Regions from separate parts of the Capra hircus genome. Here region 2 is linked to region 1. Evidence: chromatin contacts called from public Hi-C data. All regions are on one chromosome and are shown on one strand. Each heading gives the region's core, a stretch centred on a gene start, on an enhancer-like site or on the middle of the called end of the contact. The rest is flanking DNA. Distances are from core to core; before and after follow the strand shown.

What was found. Hi-C and Micro-C count contacts between places; a contact is called where the count stands out from the background.
Region 2: a Hi-C map of blood shows a contact between it and region 1, with 6 times the contacts expected there. The contact joins two enhancer-like sites. A contact is called at or near these places in 2 of 5 Hi-C or Micro-C datasets (both in blood).

Annotation. Positions count from the first base shown.
Region 1 is chr5:66,665,610-66,671,544 of ARS1.2, reverse strand. No RefSeq gene overlaps it. Among named protein-coding and RNA genes, the nearest start is that of EID3, 60 kb to the right of the region's middle. Within about 2 kb of position 3,349, at least 1 of the 5 cell types and tissues checked has an H3K27ac peak or open chromatin away from gene starts, as enhancers often do.
Region 2 is chr5:67,103,796-67,109,730 of ARS1.2, reverse strand. SLC41A2 (solute carrier family 41 member 2) reads left to right here. Exons shown (of 11, transcript XM_018048199.1): 6 at 312-458. Among named protein-coding and RNA genes, the nearest start is that of SLC41A2, 95 kb to the left of the region's middle. Within about 2 kb of position 2,605, at least 1 of the 5 cell types and tissues checked has an H3K27ac peak or open chromatin away from gene starts, as enhancers often do.

The DNA.
Region 1 (5,935 bases), core at 2,100-4,599:
CTGAATTTATGAGGCAAGAAGTGGTTTTAATGGTTACATCACGTTCCCCTGTATGAATGTACCAGCTCTTATTTTAACTGTTTCTCTAGTTTGGGATGTTTAGGCTGTCCCTAGATTTTTGCTGGGATGAGTATCCTTATTCCTAAATCCTTAAAGAAACTGCTAGAAGAGGAATTGCTGAGTCAAAGAGCACGTACATATCAACTTTTGACCTTTATGATCAAATTGCCTACATCTGTCGAGTTCCTGCAGGGGACGGGTGGGCACCAGGCTGCTGTGAGGTTAGCAGGCAGTTTAATACAGATCCACGGCTCTTATCTGAATCCCTTGGGATCAGATGTACTTCAGAATTCAGAATTTTCTGGATTCTAGAGAAACACCACAGTGTATATTCTATGCGCCATCTTGTACCTCCAGAGGATTCCAGGGCAGACCCACAATCCAACTCATTACGATTTCCTCAGTAAAACACATGAAGATTAATAGTAAGTGAGACAATTCAAGACCACAAAGAGCCTCGTGGCAGCTCCGGTCAGGTTTTGGAGCTAGATACGCTTTGAATCTAGAAGTATGTTTAAAAAAGAAAAAAACAACTTGCAGAGGCCAGAATTTTTGTAGCTCAGATTTTTGGAGAAAGAACCATGGTCTGCAGTCTTTCTGCTGCTTTGTGAGGGAAACTGGCTTAACAGGACAAGAGGAGGGAAGGCAGGGTGAGGATGGAGTCAGCAGCTTGGGAGGAAAGTCCATCTGGGTTTGGATCCTGGCTTCACCAACTGCAAGCTGGGTGTCCCTGGGCCAGTAGCTTGCCCTTTCTGGGCCTCATCTCTGAAGAGCACAGAGCTGTGGCGAAGACTGCAGAGAACTGAGCAAACAAAACTCTCAGCATATACCCAGCTAGCGCTGACTAGGTGACAGCAGTTATTCAACTTGCCTAGGGAGACTTCTCCGGCGGTCCAGTGGTCAAAACTCCATGCTTCCATGCAGGGGTTGTGGGTTTGATCCCTGGTTGGGAGAGTTCCACATGCCACACAGCAAAAAAAAAAAAAAAAAAAAAAATATCACACATACAAACTTGCCCAAGTAAACGGCGGCACTGGGAAATAAAAGGGAAATGAAAGTCTTTGCTTGTCCTGTGATGCCAGGCGTCTGTCAGCCCCCAAAGCTGACCTGCAGGAGTCTACTCTAACTCACCTCAGTGGAAGGCCCAGAAATTTGGGGAGAAGGAAGGGCCCACCAGGAGCCACGGTGGAATTGCTCCCAGTGGCCTCACTTGGCTTCTGCCCAACCTGGTGACGCTGGGGCCCTCTGTGCCCTGGCGCCCTGGCTGTGTGGGGCAGTGCCCAGGCCGGCCCCACCTGGACCTCCTCAGAGACCTATTTCAGTGTCTCAGGGTGCGGTTGCTGCAAATGAGGTCCAGGATAGTGCGAAGCTGCAGTTACAGAAGTAAGTTTCCCCAAGTGCCTGGGCAAGACACCAGCAGGTCCAACAGAATCGAGCTGTGGCATTAAGGACATGGGTGGCCCACCGGTAGGAGGTGTGAGAGCAGGCACAGAGGGCTGGGGTCCTCTGGGAGACCACAGGCGGGTGCCAGGGCGGGAGGGGCGGATGAGGGCAGCCCCGTGGCTGGGGTGGGGGGAGGACACAGGTCTGGGCTGGGCTGGGACAGAGCAGGGTAGGGGAGGAATCAGGAGAAGCCATCCTTCCCCATGTTCCAACCACATGGACCTGGAAGAGTGAGGATACACCCCTGGGTTGTTTACCAAAATCGAAAAGAGAGAAGAGGAAGAGGAGGAGGAACAGACTTGGAAATAAAAGCCTGAAAAGCCCTCTGTTAGATCTCCATCTGGACCAGGTTTTACCAGCACAGATTCTAGCACCTCAGCTGCTGGAGGCTCTTTGTGCCGAGAACTCAGACAGATCATGTTTGCCAAGAATAACTTTGTCAGGTCCTAACTGCTCTGCACCAGGACGTGCAGAGATGGAAATTTTCAGAAGCCCCCCCATCCAATGGGACCTTTCACAGCTCACCAAACAGACCCTGGAAAACAGCAAACAACTGGCTCATCTGTTTAGAAAGTACTGCCAGGATTTCTTTAAAAGATTTTTAGAAAATATTCCAGAATCCACTATAAAACTTTATCAAAAGTGTTTCTTCATTGCTCATAAGCCCACTGACTTTACACAATAATAGCTTTATTTCTAAACATGCCTTCCAATCTTAATCCATACAAATTTCCATGTTTATAGTTTTAATCACAGTATTATTAGATTTCATTTATACCCTTTTTCTTTATATTCCATAACAGTTTCTAATGGTTTTTTATAGTCCTCACCTTGATTCTAATAATAGCATCCATTTCATCATATTCCGGAGAAGGCAATGGCACCCCACTTCAGTACTCTTACCTGGAAAATCCCATGGATGGAGGAGCCTGGTGGGCTGCAGTCCATGGGATCGCTAAGAGTCGGACACGACTGAGCGACTTCACTTTCACGCATTGGAGAAGGAAATGGCAACCCACTCCAGTGCTCTTGCCTGGAGAATCCCAGGGATGGGGGAGCCTGATGGGCTGCCGTCTATGGGGTCGCACAGAGTCAGACACGACTGAAGCAACTTAGCAGCAGCAGCATCATATTCAATACCACAAACTTCTCACCAGACTATAAAAAATCATTTTTCACTATTACATTGATAAATAATGCTGCCACAAACATCTTGGTACAGGTGGTATATTCACAGACCAACTACATAATTTTCTGTTATTTATTCAATATAGGTTTATTAGATACCTATAACCTTAGGCCCAGAGGGTAAGTGAACAAACAGACAGTCTCTGTCCCAAAGGCCGAACAGTCTATTCTGTAATAGTTTTCTGACTTGTGTTCCTTTTTCTGTCTGAGTAATATTCCATACACAGCAGCTCATCCCTACAGGAGCCACGGGGCAGGAGATCAGGGACCATGTGCAAGGTGCCTGAGAGGCCACTGGGGCATGAACTTGCAGCCCGTCACAGGGCGGGTCTGGGCCTCTGCAGGCCTTTCCCTGCCACCACTCCCACCAGGGTCCTGCCTCTCTAAACCACTGGGGAGTGGGCTGCAGTATGGGCAGGAAGTATTCTTCCGGGGACAGGCTGCTCTCAAAGGGGAGAGGACATGCTGAGCGTGCTCAGTGCCTCTCTCCAGCCCCCCGCATCGGGCAACTCACTCCTCTCCTAACAGAGGGAAGGCTGCAACTGCAGCTGGGGCCCCTGCCCACCCCCGCGTGGCATGGAAGCAGGAGTGGGGGCTCCAGCGGCAGGGGGGAGGTGGTCCAGTCTCCTGCTTCCAGCCCCCGTCTCCCCCCAAGACCCGCTCCTGACACCCAGCCCCTCTCAAAGCCTGCCCCCTGGGACTGGCTCTCCAGGGCTCTGGGACCCCGTCAGCAGGCTGAGGGGTGACCGGAAGTGGTTCGGGAAGGAAAATGGCAGCATGTCACCCAAAGTCAGGACCGGAGTAAAACACTGACCCTGCGGTTGGTCTGAGTCTGCCGTTTGGTGGGATGACGGGTTACAGGGTCGATAATCAGGAGGCCAGTCCCTCAGCCACGGGCTGCTTTTGACTGAATTATCATCACTAAATTCACTTACTCAAGCCTTACTGTGTACCAAGAACTTTTCTTCATCATTGTCCTGCTGAGTCTCTGAGCAGCTCTCTGAGCCAGGAGCATTTACCAACTTTCCTTTACACTTGAGGGTAGATAACTTCTCCAGGATCGCCCTGGTGAGTAGCAGTGACCAAGTTCAAACCGCAACGTGTCTGATGGCAAAGTGTGAATTCCTAGCCTCTGTGCTATGCCATGTATCAGCACATGGTCACCCCCGTCTCTCGTGCCCTCCTTCTTCAGGATGCACAGTTGCTTGCAAAACCACTGCTCCGGTTACCAAAGAGAAAACATTTCATTTGACTGATCACACAAGACATTCACAAGCATGGCTGGGAAAAGGCCAGTGTCTCCTGACAGCCAGATCTGAGCCTGCTGATGGTTTATGAACAATAATGATCACTAACACCAGCGGCCACCTGATGTGAAGACCTGACTCATCGGAAAAGCCCCTGATGCTGGGGAAGATTGAGTACAGGAGAAGGGGGAGACAGAGGATGAGCGGGTCAGATGGCATCACTGAAAACGGGCATGAGTTTGAGCAAACTCCCAGAGATAGTGAAGGACAGGGAAGCCTGGCGTCCTGCAGTCCATGGGGCTGCAGAGTCAGGCATGACTGACAGACTGATCGGCATCATCACTGGAGTACTTTCTAAGGCCAGCTCTGTTGTCAGCATCCTCTGTGTGTGTGGTCAGTCAGATGCAACTCTGTGAGACCCTGTGGACCACAGCCCACCAGGCTCCTCTGTCCATGCAATTTATTCCAGGCAAGGATACCGGAATGGGGTGCCATTTCCTTCTCCAAGGGATCTTACTGACCCAAAGATTGAACCCACATCTTTTCTATCTCCTGCATTGGCAGGTGGATTCTTTACCACTAGCGCCATCTGGGAAGCCCCTGTCAGTACCCTGAAAGAAAATTAAAGTCACTCAGTCGTGTCCTACTCTTTGTGACCCCATGGACTGTAGCCCACCAGGCTCCTCCATCCATGGGATTTTCCAGGCAAGAGTACTGGAGCGGGCTGCCATTGCCTTCTCCAGGGGATCTTCCCAACCCAGGGATAGAACCCGGTCTCCCGCACTGCAGACAGACGTTTTGCTGTCTGAGCCACCAGGGAAGCCCTGTCAGTACCCTACGGACAGGTTAACTGATCTAGTCCTCGAAACAGCCACATGAGGGAGGTACTGATGTTTCCACCTCGTTTCATAGCTGAGGTGATTGAGGCCCAGAGAGGTTAAATGACAAGCCCAAAGTCACACAGCAAACAGTAAGCTAGGATTTGAACATAGCTTGTCCAAAATTTAAGAAGCTATTGGGACTTCCCTGGTGGTTCCAGTGGCTCAGATTCCACACTCCCAATGCAAGGAGTTCCACAAGCTGCCACTAAGAGTTTGCGTGCCTCAACTAAAAATCCCGTGTGTAACAACTAAGACCCAGCACAGCCAAACAAGCAAATAAATATTTTTAAACTCCATTTTAAAAAATAGAAGCTACTGGTTCAGCCACCCGCCCTTAAATCCTTTTTGACTGAAAAGGGACAAAGCAGCCCATCCATTTCAGAACACAGGACACTGTGGTGATTCACAGTGGTGGTTCTCCCCGAGCTCCTTCTGGCATAAACATCTAGATCTTTCCACAAAACCATCCCTGGGAAATGCCTGCTGTTTCCTCACATGGGACTCTGGGGCCATGGGGAGGGCTAGGTTACAAAGTCTCATTTTATTTCTCAGTCAGTAGACTGGTCTTTGCCGTATTCTTATGTACAAGTACTCCGCCCTCTGAGCCTCTGCACTGACCTTCTCTGATTCTAAAACTTCTCTCTGCACAAAACATTCCATTTCCATAATGTGGCCTTTCTACTTTGTGAAGACGTCTCTTCTCTGCAAATATTGACAAGAGTTTTTTTTTTTCCTCCCTGTTGATGAATTAACACACCTCAGCCCAGCCAGCATTCTCTGTGCCCTGTATGCTTTGAAACATACAAAGTAAGTTTTCTCGCTGGTTTTATTCACAGAGAGAACTGATTGGTCCCGGACGCAATGAGAACAAAAAACGAACATAACAAGGAGGATCCCAAGAGAAGAGGTTTTCAAGCAGATGCTGAGACTGCCTAATGAGGGTTTAACTAGCATCCAAGCCTTCCAACAAGGAAAGGGGGAAAGGAGACTGCGTTAGGATGGTTAGTTTCACTTGTCCTCTTGGCAGCTCGGACAGTCAAGCGAAGCATTTATTTTAAAAGTTGATCTCTATGTATGGCAAATGAGATTGGTTCCCATTTATGATTTTGACGTATG
Region 2 (5,935 bases), core at 1,356-3,855, 440 kb before region 1:
ACATGAATACATTACATCCAAGAATGCATGTTACTAAATTGGAAACTTTAATGTTATTTTACAGTAGCCTTTCAGGTCTCTAAATGCAGCACTGAACTTCTCACATCTTTTGTGATCCCTACTTGGAATTTGTTGAAAGACACTTCACCAAAACATTCAAGTAAAATGTTTTGTTTGCTTTAGTCAGCTTATCTAAGCAGCCTAACGGGAACTGATGCGCTATTTGTCTAGTGCGTGTACTTCAGTATTTTGGGGAATGGATCTTCTTTAAACCATAGCACAAAAAGTAATTAACTTTTGTTTTTTCCTAGGAATAATAATGGTTGGGGTTATCGTTGGCTCAAAGAAGACCGGTATAAACCCTGATAATGTTGCTACACCCATTGCTGCTAGTTTTGGTGACCTTATAACTCTTGCCATATTAGCTTGGATAAGTCAGGGTTTGTACTCCTGTCTCGGTAAGTTGACCTGAAATTAAATATAATGATTATTCAGAGTCTCTTTAAATAAATATGTTGCAGCAATATCATGACTCACAGTGGCCTTCATCTGTGTTGGAACTGTGGTTGAGGCTCATTAGAACAATCACTGCTACTTGCTGTACACCTACTATGTGTTGTGGTTCTCACATCCTTCTTCTCTTCATAAAGAATCTAACACTCTAAAAGATAAGGAATATCATCTCTGATTTCAGATGAGAAAACTGAGGGTCATAGAGGTTATGTGTATTACCCACTGTTTGTAGGAAGGTTGAATGCAAGTCTATCATAGTCTTTGAATTCTCTCCTCTGAATATGTAGCACTGAGCATCAACCCACAGGATTCTGAAACATGTTGCACTGTTGTCACAGAGCATAAGGTTGTGCTTGAAATTTAGTGATTTTCCCCCATATCAGAAACCAGTGTGGCAATTCATAATAGCAGCTGAAAAATCACCATGAAAATTAGCCCGAGTGTTGTGGGAATTTGAAGTCATCTTATATATGCAATTCCTGATAATAGTTATTGGGTATTTATAGAATCTGATGAATTGTTTTAATGCAAATTTACACTCCGGAGCTATTGTCAATGTAAATGTATATGATTTGTGAACATACATTTAGTGATAAAAGTTGATTGTAGTTTCATTTTTTTAGATGCCAAATTTTTTAAAAAATTAAAAGAAAATATAAACCCACAGTAATACAAAAAGAGAGAGAAAGGTAGTTTATCAGCCAAGCCAGAAACAAACATATATTCACATATCCTCATATATTTTCGTGGATTCTAGACAGATTTATGGTTTACTTTAGAATAAGTCTAAAAGTACATTTGGTTTGAAGAAGTCAGAATCTCAGATAAATGTTTTTGAACTAAAGAAAGAGCTTTAGCCTAACCAAGGCAGTGATTTTCTGCTACCTTTGGAGATATCAAGAGAAGCTTCATTTAGTATATAAAATTACCTTACATTATTTAGTGAGTGATATAAAAAAGCAATACTCATTAAGATGATGTATATTCAAGGAAAATTCTCTTTTGGAAGATAAGATGTGTCTGTGTGTTGTAAGGTAGAAGATAATAAATGATCAAGGACCCAAATATAAGATCTTGTTCCCATACTAGATAAAGGTATAGTATTTGCACCCTTGAGTACTCAAACTACTGTGAAGTAATTTGTAACACATTTCTCAGCTGCCCGCCAAACACCAGGGTGTCTCCCCAGTTAAAGCCATTGAAGAATGTTCCTATAAATACGACAGTTGTTATAATGAGACAGACTAAATATTTGGATACTTCATATGATAAATCGGTTTTTGAGGAAAATCTCACTTTTAAAATTTATTTCTAAAAATTATACAAGTGGTAAACTCTCCTTACAAAAGACTTGATCAAAATGTGTTGTTCTCTAAAAATTTTAATATTTTGAGTGTTATAGACAATAAATAGTGTTTAAGTCATGAAATAAAAAGTGAAATATAATGATAGTATAGATCATAATTTTGAAAAATAGTTTTATTATCAAATATTGCTTAGACTTTTCTAGGCCTGTGTTCTGAAAGTTGACGCATCATAATTCAAGATGGCTTCACTAAAACAGAATCTTTTATGTCTCGTCGGTGTCGTTTTGGTTCCTTGAGATGAGATTGTTTTCCTGGGCTGCTGATTGATTCCGGTTAATCTGGAGGTGTTTCTGAAGTCACTGTGTGCATTATGAGCACTAGGGGGCCTCATAGCACCAGCCGTGGGGATCCTAGTACTGAGGGCGTTGTGAACGGAGGTTAGAAACGGGCACCAACAGCGGGGACACGTGCACGCCCGTGGCTGGTGCATGGCAGTGTGTGGCCAAAACCACCACAGTATTGTAATTAGCCTTCAATTAGAATAAATTAATTTAAAAAATTCCAAGACCCCCTCATGCTGCCGAGTGGGATGCCTAGCTCTGGGAAACAAAGGTTTAATTCCTGAATTAAATATATTGGAAACACTTAGCAGTCTTTAGAGATAAAAAGGGGATTTCATGGCAACCATAGGCTTTGGTTGTAAATAGAGGCCGTGAATCGTGTGGCTCTGAAAGAACCGAACACGGAGAAGTCTCACTTAACTCCCCACCTAAGAGTTTTGGATATTCGGAAACAACTTCGAATAGCGCCCCTGGTGTCCTGAGGCTCACTCCACAGCCATTCAGTCTGCTGCCTTTCTTTCACTCCCAGTAAATGTGCTGATTTCTGATGCCTGAAGTAAACATGGAATTTCCCCCCTTCCCGCCTATCCAGTCCTCCAAAACAAACACGACAAAAGAAACTAAGCTTTAAGAAAATAATTTAAAAGAAGAAACTAAGCTTTGTTTACTCTTCCTGACTTTATTTTGTCACAGCCCTGGGGAAGCCTCTATTGCTTAGTGAACAGAGTTAGAGTTTAAGCCTGGTCTTCAGGCCTCTTGGAGACTTAACCTTCTCAAGCTCCCAGCCGCCCCTCCCTTTCTTATATTCCAGCCAAACTCCAACATTTACTGATTCTCATACATGCTGGTGTTTTTTGTCTTTTCTTTCTTACGTTATCCCCCTCCTCTCCCTCAAGGTCAATCAGAATCATCATTTTTCAGTACTAAATTAATAGATTCCCTAATCTTAGGTAAACTTTTTCTCCCCTGAATTCTATAGCATGTTATTGACATTTCTCTTAAGATATTCTTTACATCTGGCCAGTCATTATAGCTTTTAAAGTAAATGTCTCTTCCCTTATAAAGGTATAAAGGAAGGACAAAACTGTCTTTATTTTCTGTATTTGTTTTGTAGACCCCATATACTGTATACATAATGAGTGTTAAATAAATAGCACTTCATCACATGCTTTATTCTTTTAGAAAGCTATCCCGTTAATGTGTGTAGAAATTATTAAGGAGGTGGTGTATATATGGAAAATGGAGGACAGATATCCCTCTGAATGACTTTGCCACAGTACCTAGTCAATAACATAATAGATTGTAATGAAAAAAAAAAAGATCCTTTTAGAGAAGACATAGTATAAGGAAGTTATTGGAAGGGTATACTGCCTTAGCAGAAAGTATCTAGTATCACCATAGGAAAATAAAAAGGGCAACCTGTGGCTGGAAAAGACCTATTTCAAATGAAAATAGAGGAAATAGAAGGTCAGTTTACAGTGTAATGTAAGCTCTAGATTATAATATGCTTAGATTTGACTTGCAGAGAAAATATAAAGGCATTTATTCATGCATACAGTAATATTTAAACATATAGTAACCTTTTATATTAGAATATAATTCCTTTACAAAGTTGTGTTAGTTTCTGCTGTACAACAAAGTGGATCAGCTATATGTATCTGTATGTATATATAGCTGGTCTTCCCTCCTGACTCAGACGGTAAAGAATCTGCCCGCAATGCAGGAGACACGGGTTCAATCCCTGGGTTGGGAAGATCTCCTAGAGAAGAGAATGGCTATGCACACCAGTATTTTGCCTGGAGAATTCTATGGACAGAGGAGTCTGGCAGGCTACAGTCTATGGGGTCGCAAAGAGTTGGGCATGACTGAGCAACTAACAAACGTATATCCTCTCCCTCTTGAGCCCCCATCCCATTCCTCTAGGTCATCAGAGAGCACTGAGCTCAGCTCCCTCTGCTATACAGCAGCTTCCCACTAGCTAATTTACACATGGTAGTGTATATATTAGAGCAGGCAATGGCAACCCACTCTAGTACTATTGCCTGAAAAATCCCATGGACGGAGGAACCTGGTAGGCTGCAGTCCATGGGGTCCCTAGGAGTCGGACACGACTGAGCGACTTCACCTTCACTTTTATGCATTGGAGAAGGAAATGGCAACCCACTCCAGTATTCTTGCCTGGAGAATCCCAGGGACGGACGAGCCTGGCGGGCTGCCGTCTATGAGGTCGCACAGAGTTGGACACGACTGAAGAGACTTAGCAGCAGCAGCTGCTGCAGTGTATATATCAGGGGCTTCCCAGGTGGCACTAATGTAAAGAACCTGTCTGCCAGTGCAGGAGATGTAAGAGACATGGATTTGATCCCTGGGTTGGAAAGATCCCCTGGAGAAGGGGATGGAAACCACTGCAGTATTCTTGCCTGGAGAGTCCCATGGACAGAGGAGCCTGGCAGGCTACAATCCATGGGGTCACAGAGTCGGACATGATTGAGAGGCTAACACTTTCAGTGTGTATAAAAATACGTAGCAATCTTTAAAAGCTATTGTGCGCTAAGTCGCTTCATCCTTTAAAAAGCTATTAAAAGGGTCTAAAGTTGGACCAGTAACAGAAATAGCTGTACACAATGATTGTTGCCTTTTCTTTTTCTTGACTGCATAATTTTAAAGGATTTTAAACACTCTTTTTCTCAATTATTTATAACTATGTGGTTATATAATTCCTGTATGCACAATGTATATACTGATTGGAAAAATTATCAGCTTTTCTCTTTTCAGGCAAGATCTGAGCAGCAAAATGTTGGCTCATTTTAACTTTAGAAAGATGGCTTAAGAAGAAATAAGCTCTAAGAACAGTAATAGCCTCAGGTTGTTACTTGGGTCCTGTGGAGACTAACAAGGAGGCCACCTGTAACATATTTACAAAACATTCTAGAGTATCACTGCCTTGATTTGAGTAGAATCTAAAATCATTGTGCTTGTCACTCTTCTACAGAGTTCTTTAGACCTGAACATCCCCAGTTTAGAGTGACTCCTATAAGGTCTGTTAAGTGAGGAAATTCTGATGACTGTTATAAAGGGCATTTTAAAAATTGTTTCCAACTTTCCATGCTCACTTCTTTGTTGTTCACACACAAACAGCTAACATATAAAAATGTCACTCAGAGCAGCTACATATTTAGGAAGGATTTAGGGTGAAAATAAGGAATGCTATTAATGAAATTGGGCTTCTCTTGTGGCTCTACTGGTAAAGAATCTGCCTGCAATGCAAGAGACCTGGGTTCGATCCCTGGGTTGGAAAGATCCCCTGGAGAAGGGAAAGGCTGCCTAACTCAGTATTCTGGCCTGGAGAATTCCATGGACTGTATTGTCCATGGGGTTGCAAAGAGTCAGACATGACTGAGTAACTTTAACTTCACTTCATTAATGAAACTATGTAATAATAGTTGCAAAACACCACCAGTTCAGTTCAGTCACTCAGTCATGTCCAACTCTTTGTGACCCCATGGACTGCAGCACACCAGGTGTCCCTGTCCATCACCATCTCCCAGAGTTTACTCAAATGCATGTCCATTGAGTCGGTAATGCCATCCAACCATCTCATCCTCTGTTGTCCCCTTCTCCTCCTGCCCTCAATCTTTCCCAGTCAAATTCAGGACTGATTTCCTTTAGGATGAACTGGTTGGATCTCCCTGCAGTCCAAGGGACTCTCAAGAGTCTTCTCCAACACCACAGTTCAAAAGCATCAATTCTTCAGTGCTCAGCTTTCCTTATAAT